2 separate regions of the Mus musculus genome follow, and region 2 is linked to region 1. A link is a contact called in public Hi-C data. All regions are on one chromosome and are shown on one strand. Each heading gives the region's core, a stretch centred on a gene start, on an enhancer-like site or on the middle of the called end of the contact. The rest is flanking DNA. Distances are from core to core; before and after follow the strand shown.

Region 1 (7,022 bases), core at 2,059-4,558:
TGGCTTTAGGGCTGGTGTTTTAAACCACTATCATACTTTTTCTAAACTTGCCTCTTGACACGTGGAACCCAGATGTTGTAGAGTCTAAAATCTAAACAATTTGGAAAGGGTTTCATTAACACCCCACAAATTTTGGTTATACCTCCAACTGAAAAAAAAATACAAGGGTCACCCTAAGACTTTGCTTTGTAGTACATGTGGCAGGGGGTGGGGAGGTAAGGGCCTATATATGTGGAGGCCAGAGGTTGATGCCAGATGCCTTTCTTGAGAATTCTCCATCTTTTACACGGGGCAGAGTCTCTCGCTTGAAGTCAGAGCTTGCAGATTAAACTTCTGTAGCTAAGCAGCTTTCTCCAGGGCTCCCCTCCTCCTAAGTGCCTGAACTGTAAGCAGGTCACCTGTAGAAGTAACTTCAATTCCTCTTATGTAATTGTCATATCTGAGACTTACTGCTAACTCAGCTCACCCTTTCTGGTTCTTTCTGAACTCTAGCTGGCTAGTCCAACTTAGCTGTTCTGGCTCAAACTGCTCTCCAAGGTTCAATCTGGCTTCTCTCAGCTTCTCGCTGAATTGCTCTGCTTGGTCTCAAACTAACTCTGGCAATTTGTTATAAGCTTCTGGCTACTCCTTATTCTTCGACTTATATTGTCTCTGCTGCCCTGCACACAGCTGCATGGAACAAACTCAACTCCACTGACTCCCACCTGTTAACTGACAGAACTAAACTCACCTGAAGTGCACTCATTGAACCGCCCTCTAGTTAGATGTCACTTTCAAACACGGTTGCTTCCTTCTACAAAACAAAAACAAAACCAACCTTACCTACATTGTTTGGCATTAAAAGTTTGTACTAACGGTGTGTTGTATTCCAGCCAGGAGGATTAAAGCTATGTGACACACCTGCATTCCAGCTGGATCACACAGACCTAAGAAGATCTCTGGATATGATCCCTAGCCAGAGAAGCCATGTTGCTGGATTAAAATTCCTCTAGAGTCACTCAATATCCATCCAACATGTACATAGGTTCTGGGTATCTGCTCTGTAGTGGCTCCATTGGATCCACCCTGGGACTTGATGCCTGTGTCTTGTGTCCTGGCTCTGTCAGTTCCTTCTTTACACCCAGGGTGGAGGCCGATTCTCTCTGCTGCTATTCATATCTATATTTGTTCAGGGGCTTCCTTCCTGACCCCCCTTTCACGTCAAGATCATCCCCTTTCGGTGCCTTTGGCTTGGATGTCTAACTCCAAGCATAACTCAAAATCCAAACCACAGTAAGATAAAGCCAAACACAGGTTTATTCCTCACTTTTCGTTATCGGGGACTTGGTCCTCAGAGGACAAAGGCTCAGACAAAAGCGAATGCTCCTCAAGTCGTCCACAGGGGATTAAATGACAGAAGCGAAATTGGGCTTTCCGTTTCTTTGAAGCAAGTAAACACTATGTTACTATTTTATCTATTTTCCTCTTTGTTGGTTGTGTTTTAAGGACAAAAGAGCAATGAAGGAAGCTACAGTTTGAACAGTTGTTTTAATTGGTACCTTCAGCTGAATCAGAGAATCTCTCATTGTTACTTCTTGGTAAACATAAGGATTAATTATTAAATATACCCTGAAAAGAAAGAGTGGGTTAGGATAAGGTGTAATTATCAGATCATCTTCACTGGGCATATTGGCTCACGCACTCAGGCAGATCTCTGTGAGTTCGAGGACAGCCTGGTCTACATAGTGAGTTCTAGGACAGCCAGAGCTACATAGTGAGACCTTGTCTCGAATCCCTACTTGCCCACCCCAAAGAATTAGGTAAGCTTTGAACAACAACAACAACAACAACAAAATAACCACAAAAGCAATCAACATGGGGAAAGTTGGGATACTACTAGGACTTCGTATTTTAGGGCTCGTTAAGCTATGGGAGATTATAATTAGTAGCTATAAGGAGGAGGCATAAAGATGAAAGAAAAGACAGGAAGCAGAAGAGTGTGTGAGGCGGCAGAAAGGATGGAAACCATGCCTCATGGAAGACAGGGTGGGACACAGAAGAAACAGGCTAACGAACACCTAAGCGTCATGAGACACACATGCAGGCGTAGACACTGAACACTAGAAGGTAAGAGATAAAGAGAGAATTCCTGCCAACTGAGTTAAAAGGAGATGTTCTCAGCTCCAGCTCCAGCAGGCTCCCTGCAGTGGTGTGTGGCAGATAGGGGAACGGGACTCTGTGTCTCTGCGGTCTCTGTGTTCATGGAGTCTATGGGACTTTGGGGGCCAGCCTGCTTCTCAGATGTCCTGTCCTCTGTGCTTCCCTCTCTGCTACTTAACGTTTACCTGAAAAACTCTGCTGCTGGTATTATCCCCCCCATCTCCCACCCACTCAGAAAAATTCCTTGTACTTTCTTTGTTTGTTTGTTGATTGGTTAGTTTGGTTTTTTGCTTTTGTTTTTTTGTTTTGTTTTGTTTTTGTTTGTTTTTTGACACATGGCTTTGCTATGTAGCCCTGGTTATATGAGAATTCTCTATGTACACCAAGCTAGTCCCCAAATGGCAATGATCCTTCAGAGTGTTTCCTAAGCCGACGTGTGTCACCATGTCCAGTTGGGTTTTTTTTTTTCTTTTTTTAGATTTTATTTATTTATTTACTTATTTCTTTAATGTATGAGTGCTCTATCAGCATGCACACCTGCATGCCAGAAGAAGGCATCAGATCCTATTACAGATGGTTGTGAGCTACCACATGGTTGCTGGGAATTGAAGTCAGGACCTCTGGAGGAGCAGACTGAACCATCTCTCCGTTGGTTTTTGAGATAGGGTCTCGCTCACTCAGTAGTCATCCTGCATTAAATTTCTCACTCAGGTGATACACAAACCGTATTTGCAGGAAAACAAAGGGAGAATAAAAATTCGTTCTCTTGGATCAGGAGGGGGATAAAGTCTGGACTGTAAGACAAAAAAAAAAAAAAAATTAAAGAATAAGTTTAAAAAAAAATCTTTCACCAGCAATTGGTCACCTATATTGTGACAATACATACCTGGTAGTCAGGAGCTCTGGTTTAGCCATTGAAAATTAAAGGAAAATTTGCTAAAATAATTGTTTAAAAGCTCTAGCTCACAGTCAGTATGCTTACACCACAGATAGTGAGGTCTCACCCTGGAAAGACCTAACTCAGAAGCTCTGGGAGAGGCCTGGGAACCTGGGCTTTTAATTGGTACCCAGGTGGCAGTGATGCGGCAGCTGCAGTGACTCCACATACCCCACCCTCCCACCGAGCACTCACAGAATGCTCAGCTAATTAATGTATGCTCAGGGCGGCGCTTCCCAGCAGCGGGCGGGAGAACCTGCTCACCGACCGTCAGCTGGGGAAGCTCTCAGAGGCGTTTGCATTTCTACTACCGTAGAAATCTGCAGTACCACACTGCAGTGTTTAATAAAGTCTATGAACCCCCTGACTATGCTCTTAACTCTTTAAAGGTGGGCCAGTAGTTCCCAAAGACAGCGACCTGCTGACTAACAACAGCAGCATCACATGAGACACTGTTTAAAATGCTACTCCTGTTTTAACAGGCTCCCCTTCCAAAGGATTCTGCTGAGTGCCAAAGTTTGGGAACCCTTGACAGAGGCTAAGCTCAGAAAGGTGCCAACTGTTCCCCTCCATCTGTCTCCTCCTCGCCTTGCTGTGTTTTGTTCTTTCCCTGGAGAACATATTTGTTTATTCTCTGTATTATCTAAACACTGGGTCGAGGCCTTAACATACCAGGTGGAGAAGAGTCTAGAGAAACCTTTTTTCCCTGTCTGTCTGTCTGTGCCTCCCCCCTCCCCCCCAAGCTTACAGGTAGCTGTGATTTGCCTGATGTAGGTGCTAGGAACCAAATTGGGTACCTACTGTAAGAGCAATACCCACTCAACCACCAAACTATTTCCCCCACCCTCACCCCGATTCTGCTTTCAAAAGAACTTACTTGATGAATTGTGTTTTAAAGTGTTTTTTAAAAGAAAACTTACCAGTTTAAAATTTTTAGCAGATCGCTGTAACTATCATCCTCACAAGCCTCCCATACTGAAACTGTGCATGAAACAATTGCGCCCCCTTCAGTTCACGGTGATTAGTGCATCCATTGTCATGCCCCTATTGTAGGAGTCTTCAGAAACTGTACCAGTTGCTTCTCCTGTGCTCATATGACGTTTACTATTTTAGGTACATCATGTCTGTGGGGTCATATAGCTCTTTTGTGACTGGCTTCTTTCACTCAGAATGTTTTCTACTATAAGTAAGGCGGGCCCATTCTTTCAGCTTGGAGCCTCTCCTGGGGTCCCAGAGCCAACTTTCTCTTTGCTCAGGTCAAACATCTGATACCTGCCTGGTTCTGGTCCTAATACCTTGCTTTTATCCCACGCTGATGACTAGCTGTAGGGTCAGCCCTGCAGTTTGAACCCCAGTGGATTTTTAGCTGGGAACAATGGCTTGGTGTTAACTCTGAGCAAACCCCCAGGCTGCGCCACTCTGCTATGCCAGGCTTGGAGCTGCTGTCCTGTGGATCTGCAGCTTTGTGTTCTTTGCACAGAGACAAATAATCAATGCCAGGCAGCAGCAGCGGCAGCAAGCTTCAGAATTCAGCTCTCCCAGGCTTACACAACTCTGGCTTGGGAGCCAGTGTGACAGAGACAGGGGACGCAGAGGATGGCACTTCCAGGATTCACACTAACAGTTCCAGGGTTCCACAGGTAAGGCTGATAAGGGATGCTTACTTTGCAAAGGATACTTCCTCATGGATGCCGAATTTTATTTTCAAATTATTTAGTGGTGGTGAGAGGACCCCATGGGGACAGTGAGATGGCTCAGGGGGTTAAGTCCTTTGATCCCAAGTTGCGGACCTCGGTTCCATCCGCAGGACCTTACTCCCACAAGTTGTCTTCTGATCACTACAAGTGACCACCAACACACAGATAAGTAACTGAATATAATTTAAAATGATTCCTAATGGGTTAGTGAAAACTGGTTCTTACCAAATGAAAGAAACCCACTGTTCTGTAAAGAATATACGGCCTTCACTAGGCACAGCCACCCATCAAGAGGGTTTGCTTTGGTGGCAAAAACTTGATTTGATTTTGAGCTGTGGCTGGGGCTGGAGGTGGCTCGTAGCTCAAGGACAGTTGTGCATTTCATTCAGCAACCTGGCTTCCGCAGCGGCAGGAGGAAGTGCAGAGACGAGGGAGAAAATGAGTAGCTCTGGGGTCTTTGATAAAGTCGGTGGAATGTGAAGAATTTAGACTCTGCTTTATTTTAGTATCTGCTGCAGCTCTTTCCCTGACACCTGTAGGGTTTGCTATGTGCATATGCCAGGTTGGTTCCCAATTCTTAAAATGTGTTTTATTCTTATCTTCACATTGACTGTCTGATGAGCTTCAAGCCACACTGGATGCTCTTTCTATGACTGACACTTGTAACTGACATCTGCTATAGCCATACCAACTTCAGTTTGTGTATGAGTGAAAGAGAGGGGATTGGTGACCTTTAAGCTCCACCCTTCACTGCTGGCAGGAAGAGGAAGTGCTCAGAAGGGTTAATTTGACAGGCATCGTTTGATGGGCATATTATTACATCTAGTTTCTATATTGTCACATGAAACACATTTTTTAAAATTTATTTTTGGAATCCATTTCCACACACACAGCTTGGAAGAGCCAAAAGTGATGAGTGCTATCTAGGGTGTGTGCTTTACAGCCAGGCAACTTTTGGTAGCAACAAGCAAGCAGAAATGATTTTGTAATTACAGGATGGTGTAGGCAGCAGGAAGATTGTGTGCTGTGGAACGATGAACAAGATGTAGCCGTTTCTCCTAACAATCGTGCATCTGTTATGCTTGAGACCAATGTGCTATAACAATAGTGACCACACTTTGGCGATACACAGCTTCCAAAGAATGGGTGCACTTTATGGAGACAACTGGGCCACATGTTTGCAATTTTAGCAGATGTCAGAAATGGACACGCCACCCTTGGCACAGGGGACAGAGTAAGACAAGCTCCTTAAGGAGGTGTGTGTCGTTGGTTATGTGACATCCCAGGGGGAAGGCTTATGAGGTCACACCTCAATACACCCAAGATAGGTGACATTCAGCACTGTTTGCTCTTTAAAATGGCGAACTTTATGTCAACTTCATACAGGCTAGACTAGTCATCTGAGAGGAAGGAACTCCAACTGAGAAAATGCCTCCATGAGATTGGACTTCTAGAGCGTTTTCTTAATGAGTGATTGACATTTGAGGGCCCAGCCCAGTGTGGCTGGGACCACCCCTGAGATGCTGGTCCTGGGTTCTGGAAGAAAGCAGGCTGAGCAAACCACAGGGAACAAGCCAGTGAGCAGCACCCTCTGCATCCGCTCCTGTCTCCAGGACCCTGCCCTACTTGAGTTTCTGCCCTGATTCCCTTTAGCAATAGACTAGGGATAGTAAAGGGGAAGTCAAATAAACCCTTTCCTCTCCAGAAGCCAAACGAGCCCTTTTGATCATGGTGTTTCTTCTCAGCAATAGTTACCCTAAGACAGAGGGTAACACACTCACCACATACCATTCACACTCTTCTTTACAGTAATTACCTATGAAGCTGGAGACAAAAGAAAGTATGTATCGGGCTGAAAGAAAGTGGCTACTTACATGTTCATAGCCATACTAAAAGTAGGTTTGTCTCTTAGACATGTGTATAGGGTATGATGCACAGGTAGAAGTCAGAGGACAACTAGCAGGGGCTAGTTTTCATCTTCCATCATGTAGGCTCAAACTCAGGTTGCCCTTACCCACTGAACCACAGTGCTAGCCCAGAAGCACAGATTTAAATACAAATGTAAAACAGTTCTTTAAGGACTGGGGCTAGTTTAGAGGTAAAATACATACTTAGCACGCATGGGCTCAAACTCCAGTGTACACACACACACACACACCACATACCATACACACTCTTCTTTACAGTAATTACCTATGAAACTGGAGACAAAAGAAAGTATGTATCGGGCTGAAAGAAAGTGGCTACTT
Region 2 (7,022 bases), core at 2,325-4,824, 170 kb before region 1:
CTTGTGTTGGAGTTTTCCATCTATTATCCTTTGTAGGGTTGGATTTGTGGAAAGAAATTGCGTAAATTTGGTTGTGTCATGGAATATCTTGGTTTCTCTTTCTATGGTGATTGAGAGTTTTGCTGGGTATAGTAGCCTGGGTTGGCATTTGTGTTCTCTTGGGATCTGTATAACATCTGTCCAGGATCTTATGGCTTTCATAGTCTCTGGTGAGAAGTCTGGTGTAATTCTGATAGGCCTGCCTTTATATGTTACGTAACCTTTTTCCCTTACTGCTTTTAAAATTCTTTCTTTGTATAGTGCATTTGGTGTTTTGATTAGTATGTGTCGGGAGGAATTTCTTTTCTGGTCCAGTCTATTTGGAGTTCTGCAGGCTTCTTGTATGTTCATGGGCATTTCTTTCTTTAGGTTTGGCAAGTTTTCTTCTATAATTTTGTTGATGATTTCTACTGGCCCTTTAAGTTGGGAATCTTCCCACTCTTCTATACCTATTATCCTTAGGTTTGGTCTTCTCATTGTGTCCTGCATTTCCTGGATGATTTGGGTTAGGAGTTTTTTGCTTTCTGCATTTTCTTTGACTGTTGTGTCAATGTTTTCTATGAAATATTCTTTCTGCCCCTGAGATTCTCTCATCTATCTCTTGTATTCTGTTGCTGATGCTCACATCTATGACTCCTGATCTCTTTCCTAGGTTTTCTAACTCCAGGGTTGTCTCCTGTTGTGATTTTTTTATTGTTTCTATTTCCATTTTTAGATCCTGGATGGTTTGTTCATTTCCTTCGCCTGTTTGATTGTGTTTTCCTGTAATTCTTTAAGGGATTTTTGTGTTTCCTCTTTAAGGGCTTCTAGCTGTTTATCTGTGTTCTCCTGTACTTCTTTAGGGAGTTATTTATGGCCTCCTTAAATTCCTCTATCATCATCATAAGAAGTAATTTTAGATCTGAATCTTGCTTTTCTGGTGTAATGGTGTATGCAGGGCTTGCTATGGTGGGAGAAATGGGCTCTGATAATGCCAAGTAACCTTGGTTTCTGTTGCTTCTGTTCTTATGCTTGCCTCCCGCCATCTCGTAATCTCTAGTGCTACCTGCCCTGGCTATATCTAACTAGAGCTTGCCCTTCCTGGTTGTGTCAGAACTCCTCAGAGTCAAGCTGTCTCAGTGATCCTGTGATTCTGGGGTCCTGTGATCCTGAGATCCTGGATGTGTCAGAGCTCCTCGGAGTCAAGCTGCCTCTGGGACCCTGAGATCCTGGTGTAACCAAGCTCCTGGCATCCTGGGATCCTAGGATCCTGGGCGTGTTAGAGAGCCTGGGAATGAAGCTTCCTCTAGGTGTTTGAGACTGGCTAGGAGTTTGCGCCCAAGGTCTGCTCAGGACACTGGCCTGGACAGACCAGAAGGAACTTGTGCCACTGGTCTGGCAAAGTTCCTAAATGCCTGAGTCCCACTGGTCCCAGTTACTCCCAGTGTTGGGACAGATGTTATGTCCTCCTCACCTCTGATCCTATGATCCTGGGCATATTAGAGCACCTGGGAGTGGAGCTTCCACTGGGAGTTGTAGAGCTGGCTGCAGAGCTTGTACCCAAAATCTACTCAGTGCACTGGCCCAGACCAGAAGGAACCTGTGCCACGAGTATGGCAGATTTCCTGCATGCCTGTGTCCTGCTGATCCCAGTTATTCCCTCATCTTGAGTTTTTAAAGACATCACAATCTTGAAGAGAGCCACATTTCCCCAACACAGAAAAGATGGATTAATTTATTTAACCCAGTTTCTAGTAAAGTACACAGCAACAACAAAGAAGGCCCAGTAACAGAAAGAAAGCAAACTTAGATGACGTAGATTTGATAGTATAGGATTAGACTCAAATCTTAGGTCAATAAGCTCCCGGCTTAAAAAACAATCAAGTAGTCTAACCACAGCAGCTCAAACATAGAGTTAAGAGCACAGATTTGGAGCTGGAAGACTTGAGCTTGAATCCAGCGCCTCTGATGTCAGACTGACGGCAATAGAGATGTTAGATTATGCATCTGTACTTAGCAGTGTTTCTGAAATATAGTGAGCATTCAACAACTGCTAATTAAATTAGTGCTATAATATATATCAAACTCTATAGTCAAGCAAATGTAGGTTGTGATTACTACAAAAAAAGTAAAGAGCACACTACAGGAGACGGCCCATCCCATGTCAAGAATGGCCCAACACTAAATATTCATTAGACCAAGTTCCATTGAGCTCATTTTGAATGCAGTGATTCAAACTGGCAAGTAGGCAAGCTAGCATGAAGGAGAGTCAGGAGCAGAGGGTAAAGACCTAACTTCCAATGCAGTCATCAGCTGGAGCTGGACCAAGATATCTCTCAGCCTTAGTACACAAATGAAGAGAGTACTTGTACAACTACACTCACTCTGAAGGCTTATACATATTTTCTAATAGTTTGCTGTCATCATTAGTCTCAGAACTACAGTCTTAACAGCAGGGCATTTCCTTGTGCACTGTCTACAAAGCTTCAGATATAAGGATCGCCCCTATTTTCAAAAAATAGAAAAAGAAAAGGGGAAAAAAACAACAACAACAAAAACAAAGCAACAACAACAACAAAACCTTTTGGCCAGTAAGATGCCTCCACAGGAAAGGTTGCTTGATGTCAAGCCTAAAGAATTGAGATCAGTCCCAAAACCCACACTATGAAAGGAGAAAACCATTTCCTAAAAGTTACCTCTGACTGACCTAATACTACTTACTACTGCTACTGCTGCTACTGCTACTATTGCTGCTGCTGCTATTGCTACTATTGCTGCTGCTGCTGCTGCTGCTATTGCTGCTGCTTCTACTACTCCTACTGCTACTACTGGGACTGCTACTGCTACTGCTACTGCTGCCACTGCTATTGCTACTGCCACTGCTACTACTGTTGCTACTGCTGTTATTCCTGCTACTGCTACTATTGCTGCTACTACTGCTGCTACTGCTGCTGCTTCTCTCTCTCTCTCTCTCTCTCTCTCTCTCTCTCTCTCTCTCTCACACACACACACACACACACACACACACACACACACACACACACACACGGGAAGTTGTGTTTGTTTGTTAATTTTTCAATGGAATTAAATTGTTGAAAAATTTCAATGCAAACTCGGCCTGACAGTAAAAAAGAATCAGTAATTTAAACCCTGTTTATCAGTGGCTTTTCTTTATATTGTGTTTAGGGAATAAGGCATTTTGAGAAATTAGAAGGTAAAAGGGAGAAAAAAAGCAAAGTACAATAGTGATACTTTAATGAGAAAAGAGGAGCAAAGTCAGAATATTTTCCCCAGAAAAAGTTGGGACCATCTCAAACTTCTGAGCAAATCATTTATCCTAAAAGGACATCAGCAACAAAACCAACTGCTTCACAGTTATGTCCACAGAGCACAAATGTGACAGCAAATTACAGTTTTACTTCAGAACAACAACAGCTCATTAGAAATTGAATAAGGCATGCCTGAGAAAATATTCTTTTCCAGAAGCCTTAGGCTTGAGAACTTTGAAAGACTGGCACCTCTCCAGCTCTAGAAATAAAGCTTAGTCAGTATGTACTCTCCCCTGCAGCTCCGCTGCTTTTTCTGCAGCATACTCAGGGAAGGGATCGCTGAAAGAGGTCTATGAGTCAACATTCCTGATTAGAAAAACATATGCTTAGATTTGTATAAACAACTCCTTGGTTATAGGAATTCAAGTTGACTATATCCAGGCTGAAAAAAAAGAAAATTTACTTTTATGATATCTTTATTCAGATAGAGAAAAATCCCTCACTCACTAATTAATAAATAGTATGCTCAATTATTAGCAGAGTAGTAATTAGAGACAGAAAACAAAAATGGTACCGATCCAGATCCCCCACACTGATCCCTCAGGGCTACGTCCTAGTCTATCAGCTTTTAGGCTTCCAGCAACAGTCTCTGCTGTGTAAGCAGTGATTTCAATAAACTTTGATTTATTATGAAGACTAACTACCTTAGTCACCTCCAAAGTTCCCTGCTGCTATCAGAAACTGACTCAAGGAAGTGCAGCTGTAACATCTTACTGTCCCAACAGCATCCTACAATGCGCAGCGAATAAACTTGGAATACTTGTGTAAAGATCAAGGAAGTATCAAAACATTCAAAGACACAGCAAAAGGGCTCTCACATTGAGAGTGGAGAAACTGTGTATTCCTTAGTAGTTCAAGTCAACCATGAGCAAGTCATCTCAGTGGAAGAAAAGCAGAAGCACAAGACAAACATGATGGAAACTTTACTAATGTGCCTGTACTTTTAAAATTACATGGAAGTGAGCAATGTACAGGGCAGCAGGACAGTGAAATGGTGTGACATTTCCGGAGACCATGCAGGCACAAGGATCATGGGCTAGCCCACTGGAAGTGTATGGGCATGTCTCCTCACTTCTTGTAAGTGAAAACTACGTATCTGAACAAAGTTTATTTCTAAGCAAATCCAGTCATCCCACAAAATTCAAAAGACATACAAACCAAGCAATAATTATTAAGCATTTACCAGGGCAACAATGAAAGTATGCCTGTCTTTGCTTGCCTGGGGATCTGCTGAAAAGAACCATTCAGAGATCCAGGCTGGTACATCCAAGCTCCTGCCAAGTCTCTTGCCAACTGAACTCAGCACTCTAGAACAAAGCCAGTTTTCCTCCTTGCAAAACCCAGTGTCCCACTTCTGCAGTAGTAATGCACATGTACCCAGACCAAAACACTGCAAAGTCTCAATCACTTCCACTCAGCCCTCTTTGTCACATACAGCCACCTAACCACTTCTTGCACATTTTTTCCTGTAAGTCTGCATGCAACCCTTCCACTCTTAAAGGGCCCATACCCAGGTTCTTGACCTTGGTCCCCCATGTCCAACTCAGCTACAGCAATAGCCACCTTGCTCCTTTTTCTGTCTCTAGCCTCCTTCCCTACGAGGAGTTACTGCAGCTATATTCAATTCACTTTAAAGGCTGGGATGTTCTCTAATTCATTTTCAATCCTTGAAGCTATTAAAACATAATATAATGGCTTTCTGAGGGTTGTGGGTCATGTACTGACCCACATTATGGAGCGTTATAGATTTCCAAGACTTAATTCTTCTTGCAATAAGTCTTATTTCAATACTTGGGAATGTCACATAACTTGTCCTGCCTTATCACAAAGCAAATAATTTATTTGCTTTGTGATAAGGCAGGACATATTTTAATCGCCTTGGATCATCATTGTAAGAGCACACGAGAATACAGTAAATTGTATTCATAAAAAGGCTCATGGAAATGACTGGAGTCAGGCTGGCTGTCGTCCATATCATGATTTCTACTTCTCCCATTTTTGGATTACTTAGAAACCTCTTCTGCTTAGCATCTTGGATTAAAGTTATTCTTGAGAGTGATAAGACTCTTGAAACCAAACACCATATGTATTAGTTTTCTCACTGTTGCAACAAAATGCCTGACAAAAGCCGCCTAGGAAGAAGGGATTTACCTTGGCTCACAAGAAACAGACATCACAGTAGGGTGGCGTGGTAGTGGGGAAAGGCATCTGGGCACATTGCATCCACTGCCAGGAAGGAAGCAGAGGGAGGTGAAGCTTGCGGCTCAGCCAAGACCCCAGCCTGTGGAAACATACTTGTCAATATTTAGGGTGGGTCTTCCCTCCTCAATGTAATCTAAAGACGAGCCCAGCCAGGTTTGTCTCAAATTCTAGATCCTATCAAGTTGACAGATTAGCCATCACAGTGAACAAATAATATATGTATATATCTACCTTTACATTTATAAAGTCTTGCCTTTAAAATTTCTCTGACAGTTGGTGGAAGGTAGTGGCCCTCTTTACGCACTCTGCATTTCCTATCATCCCCGGACACGGTTTCATCGTATTTTATTTAATTCATGAACTCACCAGCCTCATAGAGATTTTTCTTTTAAAATTAACTGGTAAACACATACTTTCAAACAAGATTGTAACCATAATAAACAACGTATGGAGCTCAGTGAATTTGTTGCTATGGAAAGTAACAAAGGTTTGTGAGCTCATTTTTCTTATATCTAGGTGCGCATTTGTCTACTAATGGAGATGGATATAAAACTGGCCTTTCACGTGTAGTTTTAAACCACTTGCCTTTATTAGTCACAATTAAAAGACTCTATCAGGAATCTGTAGGATAAAGAAACAAAGCCAGACAAAACAGGTGCTTGAAACAAAAGCTTTGGGACCTACAGACTATGACTTGAGAATGTAGATGGTCAGGTGCTGGTAAATCCCTAGTGAAGGACAGAGGGGGACTGTCCCCACCTTCTCATGCTGGGCTTTCCACCTGCACCTACCCACACCATCCCACACGATCAGAGAACAGTAAGACCAACGTTCTCCTAGGTACCCTACCTCTCCAAAAACCTTTGAAAAACAGACTAAAAATTCTAATAAGTTATTTTGAAAATCCAGGATATATTTGGTTCTACAAAAACAAAAATATTGTCTTTACTTTCCCTCAAAACCAACTTGATGCCCTGAGATTGATACAGCTACACATATAAACACAAAGTTATCTATGATTTTTCTTTTATGACATAATTCTACAATTCTCAGGACAACAATACCCTCTAACCACATGGAAACATTTACTGGAAATGTTTATTTCCATGCAAACAACAAAAAGTCATCTTTTTTTTTCATTCAAATTTAAGAGTAAAACTACTACATAGCAGACACCAGTCTTTCTTCATTATTCACCGTGTTCCCCCACTCCCCAGAGGGGCTCATTTGACATGGTAACAGTGTGGCTCTCTCTGTCTGGCTCTCTGCCTTGACCCAAAACCTTGACGTGCCTTTGTTTAATGTAGCTTTATGGGTTTCTCTGAGACAATATCAACATCTCCAGAGCTGGGAATAAAACAAGCTACCTCTCTAGCAGGTAAAGCTGGTTTGTTTCTCACTCTTCCATTGTTTGCTTCCACCAAGATAGACGGGTCTGGTAGAACTGGTTCCCATCACAGAAAATAATGGAGG

Evidence for each region. A called contact is a pair of places that touch in the nucleus more often than the background predicts.
Region 2: a contact with region 1 is called in a Hi-C map of cerebral cortex, with 4 times the contacts expected there. The contact joins two enhancer-like sites. A contact is called at or near these places in 6 of 484 Hi-C or Micro-C datasets (brain, cardiomyocytes, cerebellum and 2 more) and 1 of 115 datasets of contacts at active chromatin or transcription factors (neural progenitor cells).

What each region holds. Positions count from the first base shown.
Region 1 is chr1:106,068,502-106,075,523 of GRCm38.p6, reverse strand. It overlaps the pseudogene Gm26509. Among named protein-coding and RNA genes, the nearest start is that of Zcchc2, 82 kb to the right of the region's middle. Within about 2 kb of position 3,308, at least 32 of the 459 cell types and tissues checked have an H3K27ac peak or open chromatin away from gene starts, as enhancers often do. A contact at or near this core is called in cerebellum, cerebral cortex, forebrain and 1 more, where this site is marked.
Region 2 is chr1:106,238,858-106,245,879 of GRCm38.p6, reverse strand. The region is part of intron 1 of Phlpp1 (PH domain and leucine rich repeat protein phosphatase 1); the gene reads right to left. Among named protein-coding and RNA genes, the nearest start is that of Phlpp1, 70 kb to the right of the region's middle. Within about 2 kb of position 3,574, at least 104 of the 459 cell types and tissues checked have an H3K27ac peak or open chromatin away from gene starts, as enhancers often do. A contact at or near this core is called in cerebellum, cerebral cortex, forebrain and 1 more, where this site is marked.